Linked DNA regions of Anas platyrhynchos: region 1 is linked to region 2. The links are chromatin contacts, called in public Hi-C maps. All regions are on one chromosome and are shown on one strand. The core of a region is the stretch at or near the end of the contact, and the rest is flanking DNA. Distances in the headings are between cores, read along the strand shown. Region 1 overlaps SYN2 (synapsin II). Region 2 overlaps SYN2 (synapsin II).

Region 1 (4,371 bases), core at 1,045-3,544, 110 kb after region 2:
AAAAGTTTTCAGTATGTTGCCTGATTTTTTAAATTATTTTTTATTTATTTATTTATTTTTATTCTGACTACTCTCTGTTGAATTCTTATTGCCAGCAGAGTACCTGGAAGAATACATGACTCCTGCAGATAAGCTGAACAGATAAGCTGAACAAAGCTTGATAACAGAAAGAGTTGCTCACAAAAATACTCAATAGAAAAGAAAACCAAAGAAAAAAGTCCCAGTGGCAACCTGACAGAGTCAAGCATCAGGTCCAGGATGATCAGGATAACTTAAATTTTCTGTAGGGTATAAGGCAGTAGCCTTAGTGATAATCATTTTTATATTATGGAAGACAACAAAATGATAGCTAAAACAGAAAAACATAACAAGTATTACAAGATAATACTTTTTTCACGCTTATTTTAACCAATATAAAAGTACTGTTAAAAAAAACAAAAACAAAACAAACAAACAAAAAAAACAACACTCTTTTTCTCTTCACTATGCAATAAAATAATGCTTTCATTAACTTTTTGATCATCTTCAGCCAGATGATTTTCTGATCATCTACCAATCTACCAATTGTGTTGGCAGAAGCAGACATTCTCTCTGAGAACTCTGAAATTTGATGGTGTCTACCCTGAAGGATAATTTAAACATTTAATTCTTAAGTATTGTATATGTTCTTAGTAGACTTCTGTGAGGAATAGCTTTCTTGTCCCACAGGTATTTTTTGGAGACTTCAAAAACAAATATCTTCATTCCATTATAGGGCAAAATGTAGTCTTTTCAAAATAAGAAGGAAAACATTGATCCTGTCACCATGAAACAGGCAGTACGGAGAGTCTAAGTTAGTCTCTCATTGTTTGGTCTTAGTGCTATAATTACTATCATATAAAATCCTTTTGATTTTTTATTTTTCCATATTGTTCATCTATTTTTACTATCTGATTTTTTTTTTTTTTTTATCTAACCTGAACGTGATAGAAATACCTTTTTTGGGGAGGAGGTTTTCCTTGGCCTCCTTTCTTTTCCCCACTGTGGTGGGTGTTTGCCTTTTTTGTTATCATTCTCTGTCTCCACTTGACTTTTTTTATTTGATTTCTCTGACCTTTAAATCATAACCTGTTAAGCAAAGCCATTTGGCTTTACTCTGTGTTTAACTTTCAAGGATTTTGTCCATCTCCCCAGCAGTCATCACCACAGTTTATTTTGAATAAGGACCATGTGCTAAGTAAGCACTGTGATTTTTAAACAAGGATAAGCACAAAGAGAAATCGTGGCAAAATCCAAAACAGAGCAGCTCATTTTCAAATATTCTTGACTTGTCCATAGGAAAACATAAGCATCCTCCTTTTCCCCTCACCACTTCAGTCACTAATCTAGTGTCCGATCAGTGCTCCATCTGGATAGTTGCCAGTAGAGCAAGTTTGTCCTCAGCTGCCCATAGATCATTCCCCAGTGTCTCCCTGCTCCTAGCAGAGACTCAGGAAGGTTTTCAGAGTTCAGACCAACCACTACTGATGCTTCATCTTTGTGGCTCTGTACTTGTGCTGTACCAAGAGAAGCAAGGAAAGAAGCACATGCAACCGCTGACAGACAAGTCTTATGTTCTGTTCAGATTCTGAACTTTGCTTTTAGTTGTGGTAGAGCTCAAGTGTTTAACTCTGTGACTACTTCTTTCCCAAACCACCTCCTGTTCCACTATTCTGTAACATAGATACAATCATATTAAAATATACCATGGTTTATAACACTGGCCCTGAGATAGCTCCATCTTTTTTCCTACTCTGTTTTGAAGCACAAACTTTAGTTCTAAATTGATCCAGCAATGATGGATTGTTGGATCTCCAGATGAAGTTCTGCAGATCTTAACCTCTTCCTGTTCATGAAAGGATCACTTGTCACAAAAAAAAAAAAAAAAAAAAAAATAATAATAATAATAAAAAATCTGTTTTTGGTTTTGTTTAAAGACTGGAGGAGCAGATACAGCATAGCATCAAACAAGGTCAAAATCTCTGGGTTCCAGGGTCAAAACCTTCCTTACCATTTCAAAAAACAACATAGCATTTTGACACTATCAAGCCCCGAGCAGTACTTTACCCTCTATGTATCCAGAGGTGTCTATGTACACTGAGAAAGGAAGTTTAACTTTCCTGTAACTGGACAGTCTTCAAAATATGTTGTACCTCTTTCATTTGCCTGGCCATCTATCTCTTTCTCTGGTACAAACGTGCACACACACATTTCAGTCTCAGCTGCTTTAGCACACAGGGGGAGCTCTCTCCTATCACATAGCCCACATTCCTACCTTGTCTGTGGGGAGCAATTTTTCTACTGGGAAGAACTGCCTGAAAGCTGCTGTGCAACTGCATACTTTCAGTGTTCCCTTTTCAAAAACAGAAGTTGAAATCTGGCTTCATTAAGCAAGAGTTGCAATAATATCAGATTGCATCCTTGTCCATTAGAAATACTGACTGTTTCTGGGAGGGGACCACTTAGCTTCTACAAGTGTTGCTACTTCTTCAGAAACTCTTTTTTTTTTTTTTTTTTTTTTTTTTTTGTATATTGTATATTTTTTTTGCATATTGTAAATATTAACCCAAGTAAAATTAAGCTGTATAGCTTGTTTTCTCCTCTTAGCAGTCATTTCCCGTTCCATTCAGAGGAAGATTTTACAGGTTTTGCATAGGTAGTTTGGAAAGCTGGTTGAGCAACAATAAAAGCTGGTCTAAACTTTTTAATTCTTTATCACAGCTTCAACATGAAGAAATTCTAGGCTGGCATCAGTTTTGCTGAGTATATTTTCCATATAGAGTTCCTTAGTGGAGAAGGGCAACACTGGACACTGATACCCCAAAAAAATGTACAAAGCAGGAGCCAACTCTCCTATAGCCGGCCACTTTGTACTAGACAACGTGAAAGTGGCTTCTTTTTAAGGTGAGCCTTAGGGCATCTCTCCATCATCACTGTAAGTAGGCCTGTTTCACTGCCCATCTCATTCCACAGGGAATAAATAGCAAAAACTTTGTAGTCCTGTTCAGCACCACTAGCAACACAAGGAAGCATTTATAAGTCACCTATGCCAGATTCGCCCTGTACAGGATGAGGTCTGTACCAGCAACTGGTGAGAATCCCTGCCATGCTCACTGCACACTGAAGGTATGAAACAGTGAACGGTTAGGCACTAAGGAGTTTCTTATTTTTGGATTCTCCACATCATAATGTCACTTCAACATCTCCTTGCTTTGCTAAGTAACACACTATGTGCTTATTTCCTGCCCATTTTTATTGGTTCACATAATGCTTTAGTTGAGCTTGTTTCCACTTCTTTACCACTACAACATATTCGCAAAAAGCAACCATACTGCCTTCGAGCCTCTATTTTGCTAAACTAAGCAAGACACAATTTTCCAAATTTTGTGGGTATGGACTCTTCCTTCATCTGGTAAGTTTACATTCATCCCCTTGAACAGGCGTAATGTTCCTCTCTTGTGAGGACAGAGTGTCTAGATCTCTGTCACTTTTCAAGCATTCATTTACTGTTGACAGCCTGCTTAAAGGATCTAAATTACCTCTCTGCTTTGCAGTTATGCTTCTTCTTAGTACTCCTGCTTTGTTTTACTTTTATTCTTGTTTCCTATATAAGATCAAACTCAGCCTCCATTTTGGCAATTCTCAATTGACCCCTCTATTTCCTGACCTGAACAATATGGCTTTCCCTTCAAATATTGAAATATCTTAGAAAAGCTTCTAGTATTACATTATAAAGAAAACCAAATGAAACCCAAAAACAACTATATATGCTCCAACTATAATTCACAAAATCTTCAAACTCAGCCAAATCAACATCAATTTTTGCTGGGACTCAGTTTAGCATCTCTCATGCCCAAGGGCTATTTCCCTGACAAGTTGCTGCTTTTGCTCCCACCCATTTCAGCATTTTTCAGATTATTCGAAATTCAAATATATATGAATCCAATCTGCATTTATATAAATATAAAAGACAGAAAAAGAAGTAGTACCACTGATCAAACTTTAATACATCACACTTGGAAAAACAGTCTTTTTCTGCAGTTCTACTCCCAAAAATTCTAAGGACACTATTTCAGGTGAATGTTGAAAGGAAGGAAGTGCTACAGAGACACCTACAGACACTTATCTTCTAGATAAGTAGCTGGGTTTCTGCTTTGGCTATAATTAATTTAGCCAATATTCTAAACACCACTATACAACCAAAGCATTGTTATACGCAGAGCTGAGAAATCACTACAGCGTATTTGTAGTATTCATGTGGCTTAGAGGCTTCCACAAATAAAGCTGTATTTTTTGTAATAGCTATGTAAACAGTAAATCCTCTTTGAAGAGGAGAGATTCTATAAGCAGCTC
Region 2 (4,286 bases), core at 535-3,034:
GCATATACAGGGAAAAAAGATAGAAAATGCTGACCTTAAAAGTAGTCACTTTTTTTTTTTTTTCTTCTAAAGTGCTAATTGCCATATCTGCAAATCCTGGTGACTTTGTTTTCACTGAGCCATTAGGAATTTAGTGATTGCTTGCTCATTTTGTTCCTTTTTGTTTGTTTTGTTTTCCTATTTCATAACTAGAAAAAAGAAGGATTTTAGGAAAAAGAGTGGCGGTCTGCCATTATGTGTGAGTTTAATATGAGAACTGTCTCAAAGCAATCAGTGATATAACTACAGACTAATTTGTGTTGATATGGTAGCAAACTAGAATGAGTGTAGCAGCATTTCTTTCTTTAGCTAACTTAACTTTCAGTATGAATATAGTGGGTCGCAGAGTCTGAAAGGTTTTCAACACATCCTGATTTTTTGTCCCAACAGACCTTATTGTAGAATAACCAAGAAAACATTCATACTCTGAGTAGTGTTATTTGTTCATGTTTTGTTTACTCACCGGGATGATCATCCCTGCCCAGAGTCATAAATTCACTAGCAAAAATATTTACCAGTAACTAGTTGCAGATTTTGGATATTACGTAACAAGGACTTGCACATGCCTGCTATTTAGCTCTTTGCCAAATGGCAGTATCTTCATGGGAAAAGTACTCCCGTCTTTTTCTCTAACGACTCCCCATCCAAATGAATCAGTGCCATGGACTGCAGACTTGTGGTTGCCCAAGGATCCATTAGTGGAGAGGTGACTAGTAGCATAAGTGAGCCACTTCCCATTAGGGACTGAAGTGGGTGGGTGTAGCCCACAAAATGATGTAGGGCTGGATTCAGTTCATCTCTTGGGCATCCTTGACTAATGTGCTCTATGTTGCCAACTACATTTAGAGCGCTCTTTCCACAGTACGGCTCCTAGAGGGAAGATCTCTTCAAATCTCCGAGAACTTGGAACAACCTTTGCTATTGTGTGCAAAAGAGAGCAGGTCCTGTTCTCACCCCTATAGACCCTGGAGGAATTAATCCCATAGATGTGAATTGTTCAGTTGTGAAATTATTACAATAATGCTATGTTTTAATATATGTCAAAAGAGAATGCTTATTTGTGTCCTAGTTATTTCAAGTCTGCCAAAAAATGGCAGTGACCCTCACAATTACATGATAATTAACAGCATTTAGTTGTGAAGAAAAAAAAAAAAAGGAAAGAAAAAAAGAAAAAAAGAGATGAACAGTATTCAGCTGTGAAGGGGAAGAGAAGTTGGAATACAGTTTTGTGTTCAGCAGATGCTTCTGCTCCTCGCAGCTGTAATGTACTGCCAGTCAGCTAGGCTCTGGACTGCAGGGGGGCTTGCAACAGAGCCTCATCAAATTTCTGCTCAAGAGGTTGGCACACTGCTGAATTTCAAAATCTGAAATTTGAGGTACAGCATGCTATTGTGTGTGGCTCCACTTTCAGAGCTGAATACAGCCTGGGTGCAGTACAGACCGTGCTCAGAGTAGCCTGTGCAGCTGTACAGCACACATTGCAGCAGTGTAGGACTTGCCTGATTCCAGTCTTCATTAAGCACTGAAAATTCAGATCAGTTTTGTTTTGCAAATAAATGAGGAGGGTGTGAACAGTCGTGGGATTTAGTATTAAAGCAATGTGCAATATGACCAAAATTAATATATCACTCAGGAATATTTTTTATTTATTAATCAATTTGGCTTCTAATTAGATACACTGTAAGCAACTGGGTTCACACAGCTGCTTACAAAACCCCCAACATGTCAGAGAATACTTTCATGAAACTTATTATCATATATTTTGGTTATGCTTCTCATCTTTAATAGCTGCCCCGTTGTCACAACATCCTTGAGGCTTGTGGTATGTTTTGTGTTACAGATTGCACTAGACTTTTAGTTTTTCAGACTGTTCCTGGACAGGAATTGTTAAAGCCCATACTTCCAAGGTTGCTTTCATTTAGGGAAGGGGTGGATGATGTTTTCAGGCTAGTGTACTAGCTGTGGTGCTAATTTATTGTAGAGAACAGATTCATTCACTAACTTCGGCAGTGCTTTCTCTGCGTTTCTCAGCAGACAAAATTCTATTATTCTCTAATCTATACTGGGAAGCTGAGAGTCCTGAGGAACACAGGCTCTTAATTATTTGACTTCCTTGATGATTTTAATATCAGTAAAACAGATGTTGATATTTTAAGTACAGGCAAAATTACGTGTGATTATACTTGTAAGTACACCATTAAAATTAGTTTAGTTTTATAGCATACTTGGAAAGCTTAATTCTGAGCAGAAGAGACAGTTCCTTTTAATGAAAGGGTTGGAATATTGCTAAAATGTATTCCTTGCTGTATTTTCAGAACAACTCGTTTGTGAATATTATGTAGGAGTTAATTAAAAAGTGTTATTCTTTCAGGTCTTACTAATGTTATAGCATCCAGTTTGGAACTTTTTCTAGTGGTCATTCGTTAGGAAAAAAAAGTCCTAGTGTGTTTAAAACTATGACCAAAGAATATAGGAAGGTACATGAAACTGGCAAATAAATAAAAAATATCAGCCACCTAGTCATTGGCTCCGTCACAATAGTATATATTCTGCATTACACAGCATTGCATTACCATCTCCAACCAGCAGGGACTTTGCCTCATTTTTCCATCCCAGATGCTGCACGTAGAGCAATAGAGCCAATGGTAAGAGTTCTGGTAACCTGCTGCATCATTCTGTGTATTTCCCTGCAGAATCAGGCATAAAATGTGATTTAGAAACAAACAAAAAAAAAACAAACGGAAACTGATACTGGCAAAATTTTCTATTTTCGTGGTAACCCTTATTGTCCTGAGAATTTTCAGTATAATGTGTTTCTGATGGCTACTATAGCTTCAGTATCCTGAAGTAATTGTTTTTTCATGGAAACATGCTGGACCTTCCTCCATAGCTTGTGGGTATATAAAATGTGTGTTTCACAGAATCACAGAATTTCTAGGTTGGAAGAGACCTCAAGATCATCGAGTCCAACCTCTAACCTAACACTAACAGTCCCCACTAAACCATATCCCTAAGCTCTACATCTAAACGTCTTTTGAAGACTTCCAGGGATGGTGACTCCACCACTTCCCTGGGCAGCCCGTTCCAATGCCTCACAACCCTTTCAGTAAAGAAGTTCTTCCTAACATCTAACCTAAAACTCCCCTGGCGTAACTTCAGCCCGTTCCCCCTCGTCCTGTCACCAGGCACGTGGGAGAACAGACCAACCCCCACCTCTCTACAGCCTCCTTTAAGGTATCTGTAGAGAGCAATAAGGTCGCCCCTGAGCCTCCTCTTCTCCAGGCTGAACAAGCCCAGCTCCTTCAGCCGCTCCTCGTAGGACTTGTTCTCCAGGCCCCTCACCAGCTTCGTCTCCCTTCTTTGGACCCGCTCAAGCACCTCGATGTCCTTCTTGTAGCGAGGGGCCCAAAACTGAGCACAGTACTCGAGGTGCGGCCTCACCAGAGCCGAGTACAGGGGGACGATCACCTCCCTAGCCCTGCTGGTCACACTGCTTCTGATACAAGCCAGGATGCTGTTGGCCTTCTTGGCCACCTGAGCACACTGCTGGCTCATATTCAGCTGACTGTCCACCATCACTCCCAGGTCCTTCTCTGCCTGGCAGCTCTCCAACCACTCATCTCCCAGCCTGTAGCTCTCTTTCATTCTTCCATAATAACTGGTAAATTAATAGTTTTGTTCTGTTGAGCACAGTGCATGAAATTCTTTTCTTTGTGGGGGGCGATTGGACTGGAGTGTACCACCCAGCTTCTGGTGCACTGGGAATCTTAGCTTCAGTTAGAAGAAACTCTCAGGAAGCCAGTGGAGACTCAGTGTGTGTATTCTCCCTCACAGACATGCATGTGTAAAAAGTACCTTAATGTTATTCACTAATTCATTCAGACATCAGTGATAACTGATTTCCTTTTTTTTTTTTTTTTTGCTAACCCTGTGTTAAATACATAGAGACTGTTCATATTGTTGCTGTTAATATGCTTTCTTTAGCAGATCTAAAACTAAGTACAGGTAAGATTTATACTATCTATCATGCATAACATCCATAATTCAGCACAAATATCTAGGTAACTGTAATGATAATGAAGCATTTCCTGTGTTCTCAGCTCCTGCCTTTGACTCCTACCTGGCTGGGTTGATACCAGAGTAGAAACCTTAAAAGACACAAAAACAATGAGATGACCATGGTTCTATATTTTTCCTTGATTGGTAACCCTTTTTTTTCACCAATCTGATATATATTTGTTTCTACA

Evidence for each region. A called contact is a pair of places that touch in the nucleus more often than the background predicts.
Region 1: a contact with region 2 is called in a Hi-C map of liver, with 2.2 times the contacts expected there. The contact joins two enhancer-like sites. A contact is called at or near these places in 3 of 8 Hi-C or Micro-C datasets (F1 follicle, liver and subcutaneous adipose tissue).

Annotation. Positions count from the first base shown.
Region 1 is chr13:17,774,792-17,779,162 of IASCAAS_PekinDuck_T2T, forward strand. The region is part of intron 9 of SYN2 (synapsin II); the gene reads left to right. Among named protein-coding and RNA genes, the nearest start is that of TIMP4, 47 kb to the left of the region's middle. Within about 2 kb of position 2,295, at least 1 of the 8 cell types and tissues checked has an H3K27ac peak or open chromatin away from gene starts, as enhancers often do.
Region 2 is chr13:17,667,652-17,671,937 of IASCAAS_PekinDuck_T2T, forward strand. The region is part of intron 1 of SYN2 (synapsin II); the gene reads left to right. Among named protein-coding and RNA genes, the nearest start is that of SYN2, 60 kb to the left of the region's middle. Within about 2 kb of position 1,785, at least 5 of the 8 cell types and tissues checked have an H3K27ac peak or open chromatin away from gene starts, as enhancers often do.